2 separate regions of the Sus scrofa genome follow, and region 1 is linked to region 2. Evidence: chromatin contacts called from public HiChIP or PLAC-seq data. All regions are on one chromosome and are shown on one strand. Each heading gives the region's core, a stretch centred on a gene start, on an enhancer-like site or on the middle of the called end of the contact. The rest is flanking DNA. Distances are from core to core; before and after follow the strand shown.

Region 1 (5,437 bases), core at 2,403-4,902, 74 kb after region 2:
AGATTCCACAGCCATATCTCTGGACCTTACTTTGAGTTATAAGGAGCTGTGACCACGAGACCTGGCTGCCCTGAGCTTTCAATTCTTCCTACAAGAGAAGCTCACCTATGCCTCTTTGAGTTCTAGTCAATCCCTATATAACCTGCCCAACAAGTGGAGACCTGTCTCAAGGAGTCCAGTGACCTGTGGGTTCTACCTTGAGTTTTACATTTTTTTTTTCTTTCTTTTTAGGGCTGCACTCATTGCATATGGAAGTTCTCAGGCTAGGGGTCGAATCAGAGCTACCGAACTACACCACAGCTACAGCAATGTCAGATCCGAGCCACGTCTTCAACCTACACATCAGCTCATGGCAACACCAGATCCTTAACCCACTGAGAGAGGCCAGAGATTGAACACGCTTACCTCATAGATATTCCTCGGATACTTATCCCACTGAGCAACAATGGGAACTCCCTGGAGTTTTACAAGTTAACTTTAAACTTCTTAAATAATCTCAGGAGTTCCCGTCATGGCTCAATGGAAATGAATCTGACTAGTACCCATGAGGACACAGGTTTGATCCCTGGCCTCGATCAGTGGGTTTAGGATCCGGCATTGCCATGAGCTGTGGTGTAGGTAGCAGACAAGGCTTGGATCTGGTGTTGCTGCAGCTGTGATGTAGGCTGGCGGCTACAGCTCTGATTCAACCCTTAGCCTGGGAACCTCCATATGCCATGGGTCAGGCCCTAAAAGACAAAAAGGAAAAGGAAAAAAAGAGAATCTCAGATATAAATGGTTCACTATTCTTCAGTGCATTATCATCAGCTCATAAAAAGTCCCTCTTCTTGTAATTTCTTTCTTTTCATTTTTTTTTTAATTTCAACCCTGATAGTTCAAACTTTTCCTCCCTAGCCCTTGTCATAGACCAGCACTCTAGTATGTTTGATATGGGTCCTTAACTATGCATGCATTCAACCTTGTAAAAGAAGTTGTATATGCTTACATTTTAAAATTATATAAACAACATGCTGCTTACAAAGGAAAAACCACGAGACTTTCCTATGAGGTCTTGTTGTGGCTTTCTCCTGATGAGGTAGCTGAGATTCATGTCTCCTTTATTTATACAGAAAAAGAATACACCCCTTGTTATTTGAACTAACTCCAGAGAGTATTTCTTGCAACCAAAATAACCCAAGGAACATACTTCCTCCTTGGGTGGTTGTGAGCTTACCTGAGAGCATGATGTGGTGTCTAGACATCCCTGGCCCACAGCTCCTTAAGTCAGAACATCTTTTGTTGTAGTTGGCAAAGGGCTGGATGATGATTACGAGTTCCCATCATGGAGCAGTGGTTAACGAATCCGACTAGAAACCATGAGGTTTCGGGTTCGATCCCTGGCCTTTCTCAGTGGGTTAAGGATCTGGCATTGCCATGAGCTGTCGTGCAGACGTGGCTCGGATCCCGCATTGCTGTGGCTCTGGTGTAGGCCAGGTAGCTAGAGCTCCAATTGGACCCCTAGCCTGGGAACCTCCATATGCCGCGGCAGCAGCCTAAGAAATGGCAAAAAGACAAAAAAAAAGAAAAAGAAAAAGAATTCAGTCTCCATATGACCCAGTGACCCTTTCTAGACATCAACAGCACTCCTAACACTAGCCTCAAATACTGTCATAGGCCCTGGGACATATGATTGAAGTTAAAGAGGCTTTGTTTTGTTTTGTTTTTGTTTTGTTTTTGTTCTTGTTTTTTGTAGTTTTAGGGCCACACCCACAGCATATGGAAGTTCCCTGACTAGGGGTCTAAATGGAGCTGCAGCTGCTGGCCAATGTCACAGCCACAGCAACACCAGATCTGAGACACATCTGCAGCCTACACAGCAGCTCATGGCAACACCAGATCCTTAATCCACTGAGCAAGGTCAGGGATCAAGCCTGAGTCCTGATGGATACTAATATGGTTCATATTAGTGTCCACAACGGGAACTCCGAAGATGTTAAAAGTTTAAATCATGACTAGACAGAGTAAAAAGCCCAGTACCGACCCAGAAACATATAGGGATTTTTAGTATATGCTAAAGACAGTTTTTCAAGTCAGTGAGGAAAAGACTGATTCATAAATGGAACATCAGGGTGATGATTGCTGATGAAAAATTAATTTGGAGCCTTATCTTACTGCTTACAACAAAATAAATTCCAGATGAAACAAAGATTTATAGGCTAAAAATTTAATTATTAGAAAAAATCATGGGGAAACTTTTGCAATAACCTCCAATTAAAGCTTTTCTAGGGAATTCCCATCATGGCTCAGTGGAAAGGAATCTGACTAGCATCCGTGAGGACGCAGGTTTGATCCCTGTCCTTGCTCAATGGGTTAAGGATCCGGTGTTGCCGTGAGCTGTGGCTAGGATCCCAAGTTTCTGTGGCTGTGGCATAGGCCAGCAGCTACAGCTACAGCTCCAATACAACCCCTAGCCTGGGAACTTCCATATGCCATGGGTGTGGCCCTAAAAAGACAAAAAAAAAAAAAAAAAAAAGCTTTTCTAAACATCACATAACAACTTCGAAGTCTTAAAAGAAAGATGAATTTAGCTACACTTCAAAATGTTTAATTCCATGATACAAACCTACCATAAATAAACTTCCTTAAAATATAAATGCCTGTAAGGAAAACATCTCTGTCCCATCTAAAAAAATGGGCAAGAATGTGAAGAGTTCATAGAAAAGAAAATATAAATGCTCTAAACATATGAAAATATGCTTAAGATCACTTATAATAAGAAAATGCAAATTAGATTTACAATGACGTTGCATTTTTCAGCTCATAGACTGACAACTTTGAAAGATTTTAGAAAATATGTTAACAAAAATATATGGAGAGTTCCCGTCATGGCACAGTGGTTAATGAATCCGACTAGGAACCATGAGGTTTCAGGTTCCATCCCTGGCCTTGTTCAGTGGGTTAAGGATCCGGCGTTTCTGTGAGCTGTGGTGTAGGTTGCAAACACGGCTCGGATCCCGCATTGCTGTGATCCCTGTCCTTGCTCAATGGGTTAAGGATCCGGTGTTGCCGTGAGCTGTGGCTAGGATCCCAAGTTTCTGTGGCTGTGGCATAGGCCAGCAGCTACAGCTACAGCTCCAATTCAACCCCTAGCCTGGGAACCTCCACATGCCGAGGGAGCGGCCCTAGAAAAGGCAGAAAGACAAAAAAAAAAAGAAGAAGAAGAAGAAGAAAAAATATGGAAACAGACACTGATAAATTACGCCAGAGGGCAATAATCGATCAAATTAAAGACGAACATAACCTTTGACTTCTAGGAATGTAGTTACAAATATGTTTGAATCTGTCTAAAATTACATGTCATTTTGTTAATGCAAATTATGATTTGCCTAAACAATAGAATACTATATGCAGCAATAAAAAATTGTTGGTGTTCCCACTGTGGCTCAGTGGGTTAAGAATCCGACTGCAGCAGCTCAGGTCGCTGTGGAGGCGCAAGTTCAATCCCCAGCCCTGTGCAATGGGTTAATGGATCTAGCATTGCTGAAGTTGTTGTGTAGGTCACAGCTGGGGCTCAGGTTCAATCACTGGCCCAGGAACTTCCATATACTGCGGGTGTGGCTGTAAAAAAAAAAGTTGTGAAGCTTTTGTGTTATTCATGCAGAACATGTCATTCAGAGGAAAGAGAAAATTGCAGAACAATGTAAGAGTGGCGGGAGAGGAGGAAGAGTGAAAATTCATGCATGTTTGTAGGTACACAGATCTCCAGAAGGTTATGCAAGAAACTTACAGAGAAGTGGGGGCAGGGGAGGGAGACTTAACATCTTGTGTTTAGCTTTTCATACCCATTGAATTTTATAGAATGTGCATCATTATAAAATATAATTAAGTTTTAAACAATAATAAATAAATATACCAAATGCTACCAGTTTTTCCAGCAGAGACTTCAGTGTCTGATGAGTTATGGTTCAAATTTCTATTGACTATATATACAAACAAATAAGGAAGTTTAAAAAGGAAGCAGAAGGAGACTATAGACAGAGTCTGGCTTTTATTCTGCGGTTTGGTTTCCCTAGGCATTTAGTGATGAAGTAATTCCTGCTCTCTCAAACTATGAGAGGGTAAGAAACAGCTCTCCCTCCCTCTTAAGAGATAGCTACAGTGTAGCCTCAGAGAAGGGGGGTTAGGTCACAGAGATGACAGCCTGCTGGTGAGAGCCAGGGCTGGTCAGTGGGGACAGGCAGGAGGTGGGGGCTCTCCAGCCAAGACAGTGGGCAAGCCCCAAGGGAAGACCAGAGCACGGGGACTGCACATTTGGCAGTTGCACCCAAGGCAGGGGCCAGAAGGCCACGCAGGGACCAAAAAAAAAGGGCAGCCTCCCAGGCATGGAGAAGGGAGCATCAAAAAAATAGGTAAGGAGTTGCTGCTGTGGCATAACGGTCTCGGGGGTGTCTCTGCAGCGCCAGGACACAGGTTCAATCCCAGGCTCAGCACAGTTGACTAAAGGATCCATTGTCTCTGCAGCTGTGGCTCGGATCTAATGCCTGGCCCACGAACCCCATGTGCCTTGGGGCAGCCAAAAAATGGAGAGACATTACCTAAACAAATAAATAAGTTCCAGAGGCAGATCATGGCAGCCTGAAAGGGGAAAGAGTATCAGGAATGGAATGGGGTGTAAGGGGAGGGAGATAGGCAGAGGTCCAGCACGCCCAAGGCAGAGAATACCCATCTCGCTTCATTTTGAGTCTGGTGATCATCTCAAGAGATAAGGCCTGGTACTGTGCAGCTCGAGCTCACATTCAGGGTAATGAGGGTGTGTTAATATTTATCCCCACTTAGAGAATGATCAGCACACAGTTCTAAGAGCTTTGACAGGTGGGACTCAGAGAAGCACCCAGCCCGTCACGCCTTCATGCTTCACGTTCTCTCAGCATTGGTTCTGTGCTGCTGCTTAATTGATCATTACCCAGCCTGTAAGACTCTGTACCCATTGCCCTGTGGGCTTTCCTTCATCCGTCCACTCATTCAACAGGAATCTACTGAGTACCTGTTAAGCCCAGAGGGGCAGTGGTTAACACATGGCAAATGTGATTTCTACCTTTGTGGAGCTTACCGTCTAGTGGGAAGACAATTAAAAAGTAAAAATCCAAGGAGTTCCCTAGTGGCTAGTGGGTTAAGGATCTGGCCTTGTCACAGCTTATGGCTCAGGTCACTGCTGTGGTGCAAGTTCAGTCCCTGGCAGGGGAACTTCCGCAGCTAGAGGCATGGCCAAAAATAGTAAAACCCAAATAAATATGTAATTCAGATTATGATACATGCTATGAGTTAATTAATGTGCTCTGAGAATGAGAAGCCAGCAGCTGATTTTGGATCGTGTGGTCAGGAGAGACGGCTGCCTGGATAACAGCCCCCATGGACATTGAGCAGTATGCATGGCATCCCCAGACACCCACTGGGCAGA
Region 2 (5,260 bases), core at 126-2,625:
GGCAAGGAGTTCAGGACTGAGCTTCCCCCCGAAAAGCAGCTCCTCCTTGGCCATCTTCACCAGGATCAACCTCACCAGCTCCCCCATGTACAAGCCACTGATCATCTTCTCAAATCTGGAGGGAGAGACACACCAACAAAATAAAGTCCCTGCTGCCGCTGACCTCACACCTTCCTTGTGGGAGCAACACGCATACACGTGAGGCTGATGCAGGACAAAGCACTAACTTGCATGGTGCCTACTAGGAGCGAGATGCCTATAGAAGTGAGAGCTGGGCAGGGGTGGGGCTGGAGGAGCCAGGAACCCAGGCTGGCTCTGCAGGTGGGTGAACATGGAGAAGGATGGGTTTTTTGGATTTTTTTTTTTAAATTTTTTAGGGCCACACTTGCAGCACATGGAAGTTCCCAGGCTGGGGGTCAAATTAGAGCTGCAGCTGCTGGCCTATGTCACAGCAACACCAGATCCCAGCCACATCTGTGACCTACACCAGAGCTCATGGCAATGCCAGATCCTTCACCCACTGATAAAGGACAGGGGTCAAATCCATATCCTCATGGGAACTAGTCAGGTTCTTAACCTGCTGAGCCAGAGCGGGAATTCCAAGAAGGATGGATTTTTAGCAGCCAAACCAAATATCCAGGGAGTGTGGGGCATCCTGGAACAGCCTAAATTTGAGGTAAACTGAGTAATGTATAAGGTAGTGATTTTTAATAAATTTTTAATGAATTTTTTTTCCTCTAGCAAGAAAATGCTCCTTAAAATAAAATCTTATATAGAACCTCAATATTTATGTACTAACGGGGGGGGGGGGGTGCATACAGGTAATCAGTCTGATTAAATTTGAGGCATAGGCCCAGCAACTCATCACCTCACACACCTCGTGGGCCATTTGTGGATTTTTTTTTTTTTTTTTTTTTTGTCTTTTTGCCATTTTTTGGGCTGCTCCTGCGGCATATGGAGGTTCCCAGGCAAGGGGTCGAATCGGAGCTGTAGCCACAGCAACTTGGGATCCTAGCTGCGTCTGCAACCCACATCACAGCTCATGGCAATGCCGGATCCTTAGCCCACTGAGCAAGGCCAGGGATTGAACCCGCAACCTCACGGTTCCTAGTTGGATTCGTTAACCACTGTGACACGACGGGAACTCCGGTTTGTGGATTCTTGAGAAAACTGTAAAAACGACCCTGGGCAGGAAGATGGGGGCGCGAGGAGAATTGAAGGGCAGGCTGAGACCAATAAGAAGCAGCTCTAGGCATCAGGTGGTCTTGGGAATCTGGGAGGGAGAAGTCAGAAGCTTCTGAGCAGGCAGGAGACTACATCGCCGAGGGCAGGCAGGTAATTTATTTTTTCAACACTAGGTGACACTGTTTTCTTTAGAAGACAGTCTTTCTCCCTCAGATTATGTGATGGGAGAAACCGAGCCCTTACAATTCCTTCCAGCCCAAAAGGCCCTTGTCTGGGTATCCGGGAAAAGATCTGGGTCCTAGAGAGAGGAGCAGGGGTGTGGAAGGGATTCTGATGCCACTCAGTGCAAACTATAAGAGAGGAAGCTGGAAGTGACCTGCTCAAGACTCAAGGCCAGGTATGGCTGAACGGGAGCTAATAAGAGGTATGGTGGAACTGGAGCTCAGTGGAGAGCTGGCAAAACTGCTTGAGCAGAGGTATGTTTAAAATGTTTAAGCACCATCACAGGCCCACGGCCTAAGAGGCAGCCCAGCTCCAACAGCAAGGAATTCCCATGTCTGCTGGCTTCTGTACCTTCTCCAAAATAGCTGGTTCTGTGTGAGAAAGGGGAAGGGGCCAGCAGGGCTCTGGAGTGTAGGTGGTAAAAGTTGTTTTTTTTGTTTTTTTGGTCTTTTTGCCATTTCTAGGGCCGCTCCTGTGGCATATGGAGGTTCCCAGGCTAGGGGTCCAATTGGAGCTGCAGCCGCTGGCCTACGCCATAGCCACAGCAATGCGGGATCCAAGCCGCGTCTGTGACCTACACCACAGCTCAGGGCAACACCGGATCCTTAATTCACTGAGCAAGGGCAGGGATCGAACCTGCAACCTCATGGTTCCTAGTCGGATTTGTTAACCACGGCACCATGACGGGAACTCTGGTAAAAGTTTTTATTTCAGTTTTTCAATACACTTTGTTTCACTGTTCAGAAATATTTATGTAGAAACACATAAAGAGTGAAAAAAGGTTCCCACTCAAGCCCAATAATAACTGCAGGGAGAGCGGACACATCGGGATATATGTCCTTCCAACAAATTTTTTTTTAAGTAGTTTTGGGGTCTATAAATTTCTCACCAAGCCATGGCAGACACAGCACGTATTCTATGAACGTGACAATTAAAGGACTCACATTTCAATGTGTGAGAGAAGCTTGTGACTTTAACTATGCTTTGAGGAAGCGAGGACTTCCCCTGTAAAGAAAAAGGCTCTTTTTATGGAGCTGGTTTATAGGCTGGATTTTCCTCTCCAAGCGAGGATCAGCACCAGAAGACTTCCTATAATGGTCACAGCACCAGCGAGGCCAGAGAGAGCCTGATTGCTCAAAATGTTTTGTAACTGCCTTCAGAGCTTGCAGCAACCTCTGTCTCAAGATCTTGAATGAGGACATTAGGCAAATGTCTGCGAGTGAAATAATGTTTTGTAAGAGTCCAAAGTAACCAAATACCAAGTCTGACCAAGCTGGAGAGTGTAACATTCAAGATGCCGCATGCTAGAGCCCCTTCTCTCTCTGTTCACTCCAGGACCCTGGCTGGACCACAGGTGCAGGGAAAGTGGCTTTCTTTTTTTGTTTTTTGTTTTTTTCTTTTGTATTTCCTAGGGCCACACCCTCGACATATGGAGGTTCCCAGGCTAGGGGTCGAATGGGAGCTGTAGTCACCAGCCTACGCCAGAGCCACGGCAATGCCAGATCAGAGCCATATCTTCGCCATACACCACAGCTCATGGCAACGCTAGATCCTTAACTCGCTAAGCAAGGCCAGGGATGGAACCCACAACCTCATGGTTCCTAGTCGGATTCGTTAACCACTGAGCCACGGTGGGAACTCTGGGAAGGTGGCTTTCTTAACCAACTTTTCCATAGGCCTGGGGTCTGCCTACAGCTGGGGTGGGAGGCAGGGCCCAGCCGAGCTCACCGGCCAACACTGCCTGAGATCTGGGTCAGAACCTTGGCCAGGAATTAGAAGCCAATGGTCTCAGCCTCATCCTCTGGGCAGTCTCAAGGTGGGAGCTACGAAAGATCCCTAATCTTCCCCATCTCAAAATGAATTTTCTTATGTGATGCACAAACTGTTTCTATGGGCAGCTTACAAACTGAAGGTGGAAAGGAAGAAGAGCAGGGCCACAGGGCCTTCGAACAGGATGGCTCTCAGAGACACAGCCAAATTGTGACCTATGTATGATCTGGCTTGTCCGCTTGCTCTGTCTGTCTCAGATCCCTCTCAGCATCTTAGAGACACAGTGTATGTCATAAGCACAACATTCCCGTAACCAGCGTGTGCCTTGGCAATGTTGAGGGGCTAATAAGACTGCAAAGTGAAAATGAGGACCACCCGCGGGCCCTGGCCGCCCCCCACCGCCCCCCATCCCCAGCCCACCGCACACAGGGGAGGTTGCTCACAATTGCTTCCCGGGGTTCAGAGAGCCCATGTCGATCTCCTGGTCAAACTCGGTGCGGATGTCGTCAAGGGCGCCGTCATCCCCAAAGGCCCCCCACTCCATGTTGATACACATACGCCCCTCGTCACCTTCTACCATGTCGATGTGACGCATCTCCTCCATGTAGCAGGCATTGCTGCCCGTGCCTGGACAAAACAGGGGGACTGCTCAGCACCCACCTGTACTGCACTCCCCCCCAGCCCCCCACCTCCTTCTTATTTACTTATTTGTCTTTTTAGGGCTGCACCCAAGGCATATGGAGGTTCCCAGGCTGGGGGTCGAATTGAAGCTACAGCTGCCAGCCTACACCACAGCCACAGCAACACCAGATCCCAGCCTCATCTGTGACCTACACCACAGCTCACGGCAACACTGAATCCCTGACCCCCTGAGCAAGGCCAGGGATCGAACCTGCATCCTCAAGGATGATAGTCAGATTCGTTTCTCCTGAGCCACGATGGGAATTCTCTTTTTTTTTTTTCTAATTTACTTATTTTTTCCATCTCCTTCTTAAACCCTCTCCTGAGACTTCCTAGGGTGGCTAGGATTCCTCAGCACAGATTCATGGGGCACCCCCACATAGAGCGCCCCACAGCACGGTCCAATCACTACCACCCCCAATGGCACAAGTCAAGGCTCAGCTTTCCAAGGTGACCACACCATTACCTCCCCATATGAAGTACAAAGGAACGTCCAGGCCCTGGACCCCTCTCCCTTCCCAATCCACTGGCCAGCACTGGTCCTCACACCTAGAGCTTACGCACCCACAATGAGACCGATCTCGCAGTTCTGGTCATCATAACCACAGGTCATCATGGTCCCAACTGTGTCATTCACCACGGCCACAATATCAATATCAAAGTCCTGCAGGGATAAAAGGGGGGCTCTGACATTCAGTCACAGAAAGATCACAGATGTGACGATGAAGAGAAAGAGCAATACGACACACAGCTCAAGTGCAACAAAGCTGCCCTCTTACCAATGCTACTCGAAGCCAAAGATGGCTAGAGCTGGAAATGGAGTCCGGACTCAGCCTGACAGCAATATCCCACTTCCGACCCTGCTTGTCCTCACACGGAGGACCTTCCCGACAGCAGCCCTGCAGTCTAGTTCACGGCCATGGCTGCACTAAGGAGAGCCCGTCTTGTCATCACTGTCTTCTTCTTTCTTCTCTTTCTCTATCCCCCGCTCCCTCCCTCCCAGGTCTTGTCCTTTCTTGGCCCCATTCCACCCTAATACAAACATCATCCCAATTTTTCTTATTTGAAAAGGATATTCAAGTCTTCTTCACGTTAAAATCTAAGGGTTTTTTTCTTTGTTTTTTTAGGGCCACACCTGTGGCATACGGACGTCCCCAGGTTAGGGATCGAATCAGAGCTACCTACAGCTGTCGGCCTACATCACAGCCACAGCCACAGCAAGAGCAATGCCAGATCTGAGTCAAGTCTTTGACCTACACCACAGATCACAGCCATGCCGGATCCTTAACCCACTGAACTGGGGGGCCAGGGATCAAACCCGCATTCTCATGGATCCTATACCAAGGCAAAGATTTTTTATCCATCACGCCAATCTGAAGACCCCAAAGGCATCCCATCACTA

The links. HiChIP or PLAC-seq counts read pairs in DNA pulled down with a chosen protein or histone mark.
Region 1: a contact with region 2 is called in an H3K27ac HiChIP or PLAC-seq map of alveolar macrophages. The contact joins two enhancer-like sites. A contact is called at or near these places in 1 of 5 promoter capture datasets (fetal skeletal muscle), 1 of 47 Hi-C or Micro-C datasets (blood) and 1 of 2 datasets of contacts at active chromatin or transcription factors (alveolar macrophages).

What each region holds. Positions count from the first base shown.
Region 1 is chr3:68,244,764-68,250,200 of Sscrofa11.1, forward strand. No RefSeq gene overlaps it. Among named protein-coding and RNA genes, the nearest start is that of HK2, 16 kb to the left of the region's middle. Within about 2 kb of position 3,653, at least 8 of the 83 cell types and tissues checked have an H3K27ac peak or open chromatin away from gene starts, as enhancers often do. A contact at or near this core is called in alveolar macrophages, where this site is marked.
Region 2 is chr3:68,173,431-68,178,690 of Sscrofa11.1, forward strand. HK2 (hexokinase 2) reads right to left here. Exons shown (of 18, transcript NM_001122987.1): 6 at 4,423-4,522; 7 at 3,621-3,804; 8 at 1-115. Among named protein-coding and RNA genes, the nearest start is that of HK2, 55 kb to the right of the region's middle. Within about 2 kb of position 1,376, at least 5 of the 83 cell types and tissues checked have an H3K27ac peak or open chromatin away from gene starts, as enhancers often do. A contact at or near this core is called in alveolar macrophages, where this site is marked.